Regions from separate parts of the Mus musculus genome. Here all the other regions are linked to region 1. Evidence: chromatin contacts called from public promoter capture Hi-C data. All regions are on one chromosome and are shown on one strand. The core of a region is the stretch at or near the end of the contact, and the rest is flanking DNA. Distances in the headings are between cores, read along the strand shown. Region 1 overlaps C530044C16Rik (RIKEN cDNA C530044C16 gene). Region 2 holds the start of Skap2 (src family associated phosphoprotein 2). Region 3 holds the start of Evx1os (even skipped homeotic gene 1, opposite strand).

Evidence for each region. Promoter capture Hi-C pulls out the DNA fragments that hold promoters and counts their contacts.
Region 2: a contact with region 1 is called in a promoter capture Hi-C map of pre-B cells, with 3 times the contacts expected there. The contact joins the promoter of Skap2 here to the enhancer-like site in region 1. A contact is called at or near these places in 2 of 39 promoter capture datasets (hippocampal neurons and pre-B cells), 3 of 484 Hi-C or Micro-C datasets (cerebellum, cortical neurons and uterus), 2 of 115 datasets of contacts at active chromatin or transcription factors (astrocytes and neural tube) and 1 of 9 other capture datasets (embryonic tail).
Region 3: a promoter capture Hi-C map of hippocampal neurons shows a contact between it and region 1, with 9 times the contacts expected there. The contact joins the promoter of Evx1os here to the enhancer-like site in region 1. A contact is called at or near these places in 2 of 39 promoter capture datasets (hippocampal neurons and liver), 3 of 115 datasets of contacts at active chromatin or transcription factors (embryonic forebrain, embryonic hindbrain and embryonic midbrain) and 1 of 9 other capture datasets (liver).

Annotation. Positions count from the first base shown.
Region 1 is chr6:50,808,285-50,810,984 of GRCm38.p6, reverse strand. The region is part of intron 4 of C530044C16Rik (RIKEN cDNA C530044C16 gene); the gene reads right to left. The region is part of intron 3 of Gm31455 (a long non-coding RNA gene); the gene reads left to right. Among named protein-coding and RNA genes, the nearest start is that of Gm31455, 13 kb to the left of the region's middle. Within about 2 kb of position 1,389, at least 30 of the 459 cell types and tissues checked have an H3K27ac peak or open chromatin away from gene starts, as enhancers often do. A contact at or near this core is called in pre-B cells and uterus, where this site is marked.
Region 2 is chr6:52,011,121-52,013,820 of GRCm38.p6, reverse strand. Skap2 (src family associated phosphoprotein 2) reads left to right here and starts at 1,272. Exons shown (of 13, transcript NM_018773.2): 1 at 1,272-1,486. The coding sequence starts at 1,420.
Region 3 is chr6:52,313,578-52,316,277 of GRCm38.p6, reverse strand. It overlaps Evx1os (even skipped homeotic gene 1, opposite strand), which reads left to right and starts at 1,446. Exons shown (of 4, transcript NR_038163.1): 1 at 1,446-1,507. Evx1 (even-skipped homeobox 1) reads right to left here. Exons shown (of 3, transcript NM_007966.4): 1 at 2,007-2,700; 2 at 284-540. The coding sequence starts at 2,433.

The sequences.
Region 1 (2,700 bases), core at 140-2,639:
ATAGACACCGTGACACTCCCTCTTAAACTCTTTATTTAATTGCTAACAGAAACGTTATTTCAAAGGGGAATTAGGGCGGTGAAAATATATTTTAAAGTGGTAGAGTCTCCAGAGCGATCCAATTGTTTCTCTCTATCATCAGCTACAGCTACTTAGGAAAAAAGAAGTTGGGAGGTAATTTAAGCCACAGCACACAACAAACAAAAGCGTTTTAAATTTCTCAGGAGCAAGCTGTGCTGTGCTACATCTTGAAGGAGATGGGAAGGGCTATCAAGGAGAATTTATTGTCTGGTGGCCACCTCTAGTTATTTAGTGAAAGTTGAGAGCAAAAAAAAAAAAAAAAAAAAATTCAGTGGTGGCTAAGAACACAGGGGTAAGCTCTGCTTTAAGGAAGTGTGTGTGTGTGTGTGTGTGTGTGTGTGATGGGGGGTGGGCTTTGCCAACAGTTCCATTTTTTAGATAGTACATCTAATGATTATACTAGGGTATTATGGTTACTATTGAAAGACTAAGACATGAACCACAACACTACAATTCACTAATCATGAATACGTATCATGATACAGTCAGGTTAAATGTATCTACCACACTTACCATTCACCATGGAATCCGTGAAAGCTAATTCTTTCCACTTATTGATAATGCCTATCAGATGGACATAAGAAAAGTAAATAAAATATTTTCCCCCAAAGGAAAAAAATCCAAAATCAAAAATACTCTACATCTGTCAAAGCATACGCATACTCGTTAGAGCCTCCTTCAGTTAAGTCATCTCTCTGTTTTGTTCATAATTCAGTATTCTAAGTTCATACTCTATCTGAGAATCAGGCTGATGAGAGTTTACTACAGAAAGGCCTTGGAAATACTATCCCATTCACTTGATAATCAAAAGACACTGTGAGGGGTCTCGGTTGTCAGTAAAGGAGTCTGATAGAGGAGAACGGAGGGCATCAGATGTATCCTCACAGAGTGACCTCAGATTTCTCAGTGCATCTGCAAGGGACATGAGGTAGTCTTTTCTTTGTTCCTGACACAGGCTGTGACTCTAAGGGGCTTGCAGGTCAGCCACTTCTGACTTCTTGGCAGCTGCTAAGCTAGGATTGCCCTGGGAGGACTGGAGGGTGGGGGTGGGAGTGGGAGGCAGACGGGATCCAGAACAGAAACCCAGGCTGGTGAAGCAGAGGGGATGATGGCCCTGCGACACTTTAATGCAGTGCGTTTTCTTCTGCTGACCTGAACATGAGTAAATAAAGATAACCCTGGTCACGAAACATAACCCACTTCCCTTCCAGAGGGACACTGGGGAATTCTGGTCAAACGTGTCCTGCCCACATGAGCTGCCATCCGGCTGAACGTGACAAGTGTCAGTATGTCAGTGTTAGCCACAGCCTGGATGAGCTGCTCCAGGGGAGATCTGCCCTGCTGCCCCAGAGTCCACTAGGAGAGCCTCCACAGACTCTGTTATCAAAGTAGATGAATGGCGACCTACCTCAGTTCTGTTTCTCATTAAATATTTACAGAGGGATTATCCCAAGTTTTGCCCGTTTCTTTGGCTTTTCTGTTTGGTTTTGTTTTCTGGCTTTAACATACAAAACCTCACCTAATAAAAATTGCACCACATTCAAGGCAACGTGTTGAGGGCACTGCGGTTAATGTAGCTTTACTGGTGTTATTTTAAGTGTCTGTACTCTGAATTCCCTTGGAATCCATGCTCTTAACTCCCACAAATATGAACGGACCTCCCACGCCTGTAGGACCCCGCTGTGTATTTATTAGGAAGCAACTCCACTTCTAAATGCTGCACACCGGGCTGCCCCCGCCCCACCGGGTGCTCGAGTTCCTGAACATGCGTGTTTAAAAATGTCCCTTAAAAAAATATGGCTTAGCTGGACAGGCAAAACATTCTGTGTAATCAGAGAGCATGTTTAGGAAACACTGTTTGCGGAGATGAACCGTGCTTTAATGAAACGTCCGAGGGGATAAATAACTCAGTCCCCTTCTCCGGGGTCATGGGTGCTGGCTTCAGCTCTGGTCATAAAACAAAGTGGAGTCGTGGTCCCCGGAAGGGAGCGATGCAAAAACATCAAATGTTTGGCCTGGAAATGCAATGCGAACAGAGACTAAAACCAGGCCCTTTCACTAGCACAACAAATATTAAAATAACCACTTCAAAGGCTTGGGGGGTGGGGGGGGCATACAAAGTTAAAGCCAGAGAGAAAAACCCCTCAGGTGAAGTCTGGTTGGATATCTGAAGGGAGACCTTTCACCGCTGTCTCGAGAAGTTTCACTTAACTGTAAAAGATGATGAGGGTTTAATTTATATTTAAACCAAGGTTAGCATCCCTCTCCTTGTAGGACATTCTTTCCTAAGCCCTGCACTGAGGGTTTTGTTTTGTTTTCTAGGCGGTGCTCCATCAGCTTTAAGGCAACGCTCACCCTAAAGATGGATAGATAGCTATAGCATCACCAACTTTGAACAATGAACTAAATACTGTTGAAAACAGAAATTAAATTTTTGTAGGCTATCCATTTTTATCTGCATTGCTTAATGAGCTCTAGCACCGAAAATTCTGTGTCCCCATAAAAACCTATTCAGCATTCAGTTTTCTCAAACTTTAAACCTCAAAAAAAGTTATGGCATCACTGATGGTGTACTGCCACCGTCTGGTCATTTTGAGAACTGCAGGTAGGTTCCCTTTT
Region 2 (2,700 bases), core at 23-2,522, 1.2 Mb before region 1:
TGGTATCTCAGCATGTCTCACAGAGACACCCCCTTCCCCCACACCATACTGTGCCTCCTACAAACATACTCCTGATTGGAGCTTTGACACAACATTCTGAGCACAACTTAGGAGAAATAAGAACAAACAAACCACTGTTTGTTTCTACCAATGTAGGTAGGTGATATTCAGATGTCATTTTGAAAATGATGTGCCTGGCAAAGGAAAGTGGAAGGTGCAACTTGATGTGTATCATTAGCCACCTTTCCAAGCATATTTTTAACTAAATACACACTTTACATTCAAAATGTTTTCCCTTGTCAGTTCCTCTCTGAAGACTCGTATCATCCTCTTTTGTATTTAAGTAGCTCTGGTAGCGTCATCTACATGACAAATATGTCTACACAGTAGGTTTTAATGGATTGTAAAGGTTGATGGCACTTGAATGTAATTATCATTTCTACACACACACACACACACACACACCACCCATTTTAAAGACTAAAGGACCCAGAACTTTTTGGATTTTAAGTGTAAACGTGTAATATTGAAAGACTCAACCTTTGCTGACTAGATTGAAGTAAATTTTATATTTTCCCTGTTCTAACCACTATTTGCAATTAAAAAATACTTAGAGCGGGCAACGGTACAGGTGGCTTTCTGGCACATTTCAGGTGCCTGACCCTAAAAGGATATTATCTAGAACTAATTCCGTCAGAGCGAGAGAAATCAACCACACCAAGAATAAGTAGGAAAGTAATGTCAGCGCCAATCAGAACGCTCCGCCGTTTTAGGACTAAGACTCTCAGGAAGGATTGGCGGAAAATGGGACTCCGTTACCTTCATCTAGTGGGACAAAGAAAGCCATGCTAGTTGGGGGGTAATGGTAGAAACTTCTTGGTGGGTTACCAGACGGGGGTTTAAACCTTGGTGGAAAAGACCAGTATTTAGATGACCCCTTAAAGGGAAAGTGCGTAAGCCTTGCGGAGGCTTTATTTTCCGGAATCCTGGAGAAAGAGAGGTGTGGCTGACATACCAGTAACGAAAATGGCGCGGACGAGCTTCAAGGGCCGGTCAGGTGACACAGCTCCAATTCGCTCCCTTCCTTCGGAGGCCTCGCCTCCTGCTCGCTTCCGCGTATGGGCGTGGCCTTCCCGGCTGTGTGTGGGCGTGGTCTACCCGGAGGCGCTTTCTTCGGACAGTCAGAAAGCAAGGTCTACGCAAGCGCAGTCAGGTTTTAAGGCCGGTCTCCCCGCCCCTTCACCCATAGCCCCGCCCAATTCTCCCGGGCGGGGAGGGGGCAGGGCCCGGCGTCCAGCGACCGCTGGCTGGAGAGCTAGTGACTTCCTTGTTGGCAGTCTCGGACGGGCCGTGTCCGGAGTCGTAGCCTCTCGGTGCTTACTCGGACCGCTATTGCGAGTCTAGGTCCAAGCCATTATCATGCCCAACCCCAGCTGTACCTCTTCTCCCGGCCCTCTCCCTGAGGAAATTAGGAACCTGTTGGCAGGTAAAGAGCGGGAAGGGGGCGGTGACGCTAGGGGCGGGGGCGCGGGGACGGCGAGCCGACAGGGACAGAAGCGCTTAGCCCTCACCCTATGCGGACGGTGGGGGGCGGGCCGTATAGGGGGACTGGGATGTCGGGACTAGAAGGGAGTGGGCGTGTATGCTGAAATGTGCTGATCCTCCCTGGACAGCCGGACAGTTATGCGTTTCATGAAGACCGGAATGTGAGGGCGGGAGATGGACAGCAAATGTTGATGAATGCATGTTTGAGAACTGCGAAAGCAGAAGTCCAAGCACTAGGTCCTGCCTGGGTGGCCTGGCCAGTAAGGATGCAGGTGCATCTGCAGGGCCGCAGGTGTTGGGAGTTAGGAGGCCAAAAGGCACTATTTCCAACCCCACCCCCATTTTCTTGAACAGTCAGGCCAAACATGTTTATAGTTTTGAAGGGTGCCCGATTTTCAAATAGCCACTATTTCTAAAGCCTCAGTAACTATTAAAAGTGAAAAAGGAAGGCTGTGTTAAAACTCCTACTTCCTGTATCATGTGATCAAGGAACTTCATCTTTGCAACCTCATCTTCCCCTTTTTGGTTTTACATTCCCATTTATAGGAACTTACTTGTAGGAGTTGAAATGCGGTTCCTCAGTTCCTCAGTTAGGTCAGTAATGTCTGGAGGTGTGTAGTTCCACTAAGCATCAAGAAAAGCTCGATAGTTCTGCACAAAATAAAAAATACATCTTTTTAGAGTATCACAAGTCTCACCTATCCTGATGGTCTTAGATACCACCATATACTTTGTCTTGTAGATGCTAACATCTGGAAATGGAATAATTTTAGTTTGGTTGTCTCTAAAACATTCCTTTCAATATAGATCATGGATTAAAAAGTTTCGCTTAGATGCCTGTGCTGTTAACTGTGTGTTTTAATCGTTAAAAACAATGTCCTCTAAAAGGTACATTTGAACTAGTAAGTTACAGTTGCAACAGTATGAGACCAAGCATCATAGAATACCTTGTTAAGCTGTTGGGTTGTTTGCATTATGTGTGGATGGAGACTTGTGTTTGTATGAACATGATGCAGGGTGAGGGTGTGCTATGTCACTCTGAGAAATGCTTCTCATCATTCATGGATAGCACTAAGAGAAATGATGAAAGAACTGTCGATGCTGATTTAAGGAAATGTTTTAGTTTCTTATATGAGAGCTTAGAGGAGTACCAGT
Region 3 (2,700 bases), core at 197-2,696, 1.5 Mb before region 1:
CCTCAATGGATCTGGGGAGGCAAAAGACATTTTCCCATAGATTTAGGGCTCCCTGTTCTTTGGGGACACTGTCACTTGCAGTCACCTGTCTCCGTAGTCTGTTTGCCTAGGAAAAGGACGGGAATCTTGGCAGCAGTGGCTGACTATGGACTGTCAGAGGGAAATTCTGAGTGTACCAGATTGGAGAGTCCAGGCCCAGACGATTCAGCTGCAGTAGACCGTTGACATCTCCTTCCTACTAACCTAGGTACATAGCCACCTCGAGGATCCTAGCCCAGCCTACCTTGATGGTAGTTTCAGGAAGGTTTAAGGCTGCTGCCAGTTCGCATCTCCGCGGTCTTGAAACGTAGTTCTCCCTGTAGAACTCTTTCTCCAGCCTTGCAATCTGCTCCCGGGTAAAGGCCGTGCGGTATCGGCGCATCTGGTCACTGGCGCTGCAGGCCAGGGTGCCTTGAGAGCCGCTGCCGCCGCTGCCACCGTTACTCTTGGGGGCCTCGCTGCCACTGGTAGGACTGCTACCCAGAGCATCGGAGCCTGGCGCTGCACAGGAGCCCAGAGCACACAGGTGCACATACAGAGACACAACACAAATACACAAACAAATGCTGACTTCAGGCTGGAGGAGGGGCATTAGAAGGAGAACCCCTTAGCTTCCTCAGTCACTGATTCTGCTGGGGCTCTGGAAGCTTCACCGGAGAGGTCTTGACACAGAAAAGGTTTGGGGCAGGCTTAAAGTGGCTGTTTGGAAGACCTGGACCTAAGGCATACTGGGTCTAAAGGCTTCCCTTCCGCTTGCCCCTGGGTGCAGCAAAGGGCATATCCCCTGAACTCTCTGCTTGTGTTGGTAGGGATGGGTAAGGATGTGCCGGAACACTGAATTCTTGAGGTTAATGTATTGTAGCTTGTTGGACATACAGTGAGCTTCCTCGATCTTGTGTGTGTGTGCACCAGTATGCCAGTACCAGGTGTGGGGATGTGTGTTGGGTTGCACCTATTGCAGGAGTGGTATATTTTGAGTATGGGTTGTGAGGACATGGTATGGTAGAGAAGCTGGGTTAGATAGATGATAAGATGATAGGAGATGGAGGTGGATACTTAACAAGGTGGTGTTGGCTGCCTAGGCCTAGAGGTAGAGGCAAGCCTTTCCCACCCATTCCCATGGTTTTGTGGAGGTGTGTCTGCTGATGGGCTTCCAGTCTTTCATTCCTAGGAGTGGATATTGTTGGTATAGAGAGACTCCCTTCTGAGCTATCCACCCCCACTCCCATTAGCCCCTGGTGAGAAGGAGCAGTGTAATTAAAGTACCAACCCCTTAGACCCACCCCAGAGGAGGGTGGGGCTCCAGCCCCCCTGCAGCTGCTTTTCCTTTGGGTGGAGAAGTGAGACTGAGGGAAAGAGGGAGGGGGAGGGCCCAATCCCCGCCTTTTCAAATGCAACCGGAGACCAAAGGCAATTAGACCATTGGGACCATTTCCGACCTGGCGCCGCCAGCCCGGGAAGTGACAAGGTAATTTGGACCTCTGACCGACGTGCAAACTGGTCGGAGGGCTGCAGCCCTCCGGAGACCAGAGTCCGCCACGATTTTACGGTCCTTTATATTCTCCGGGCTTCCGCGCCTCCTTGTGCCTTGCTCCCCTCCAGTCAAACTGCCCGGACAACCGTTTGATCTTGCCCTACCCGACGGATGTGTCTTTCCGTCTTAGCTGAATCATTCCCACAAAACTCGGGGGTTGGGAGGTTGGGGTGCGTTTTGGACCCCTCAAGTCAAGACTTGTGCCAACGCTGACATTCGTCCAGGCACAACTGTCACTCTAATGGGATAACACGAGAGCCCTCACACACACTAAGGTGCAGAGAGCAAAAGAGTTGTTCAGGTGCCCCCGCCCCACTCACCCAACCCCCAGCCATCCTGCCCCAAGGGAAAGGAGCATCTTGCACCTGGCCTGAGATGAAGGGAACTGTGGGTGGAGTGGGCGGACCGGGGAGCGGAGGGGCAAGGTGGCTACCTTTGCTGTGCTGGTACTCGGCGTTCCCGGTGGCGCAGTCTGGGGTGCAGCTCACCTCGATTTCTTCATAGAAATCCGATTCGGTGTCTGAGCTACTAGGTTGCCCTTGGCCAGAGAGGCTGTCCGCGGAGGGGACTGGGGGTCCCGGGCCAAGCATGGCCGCTCCAGCAGACCGTGGCTCGGCGCCCAGCCCTGCAGCACTGCCTGCTAGTCCATCGACCGGCTCCTCCTCCTGGCCTCCCCCGCCACGCTCCCGGGAAGTCGGAGGGCCGGCTCGCGGGCTCAGGCAACCGTGGGGCACCATCTTCTCTGGCGGTTCAGGCAGCGGGCTGCTCACGGCTTCGGACAAATTAGAGACCCTCTTACCAACCAGAGTGCCAAGCTGACCCCCATCCAGAAACATAACCATGTCCTTTCGGCTCTCCATCCCCGGACTCTCCAGAGGGGGGGAGGGGGAAAACCCCCAAGTAAGCTCCTAATCCCAGGCTCCCTGGGATCTTGGCTGAGAAGAGGAGCTAAGGCGACAAGGCAGGCGCCGGGTAGCCCCAGCGCCGTGTCGACGGCGACCGCGGAGATGGCAGTGGGGAGCTAGGGTCACCTTGTGATGCGAGCGCTCCTCTGTGCCGCACCGCCTCTGGGAGGAAGCCCCATTGCCCTCTTCTTTCTAAGCTGTCATCCTCCTGCTGCAATCGTC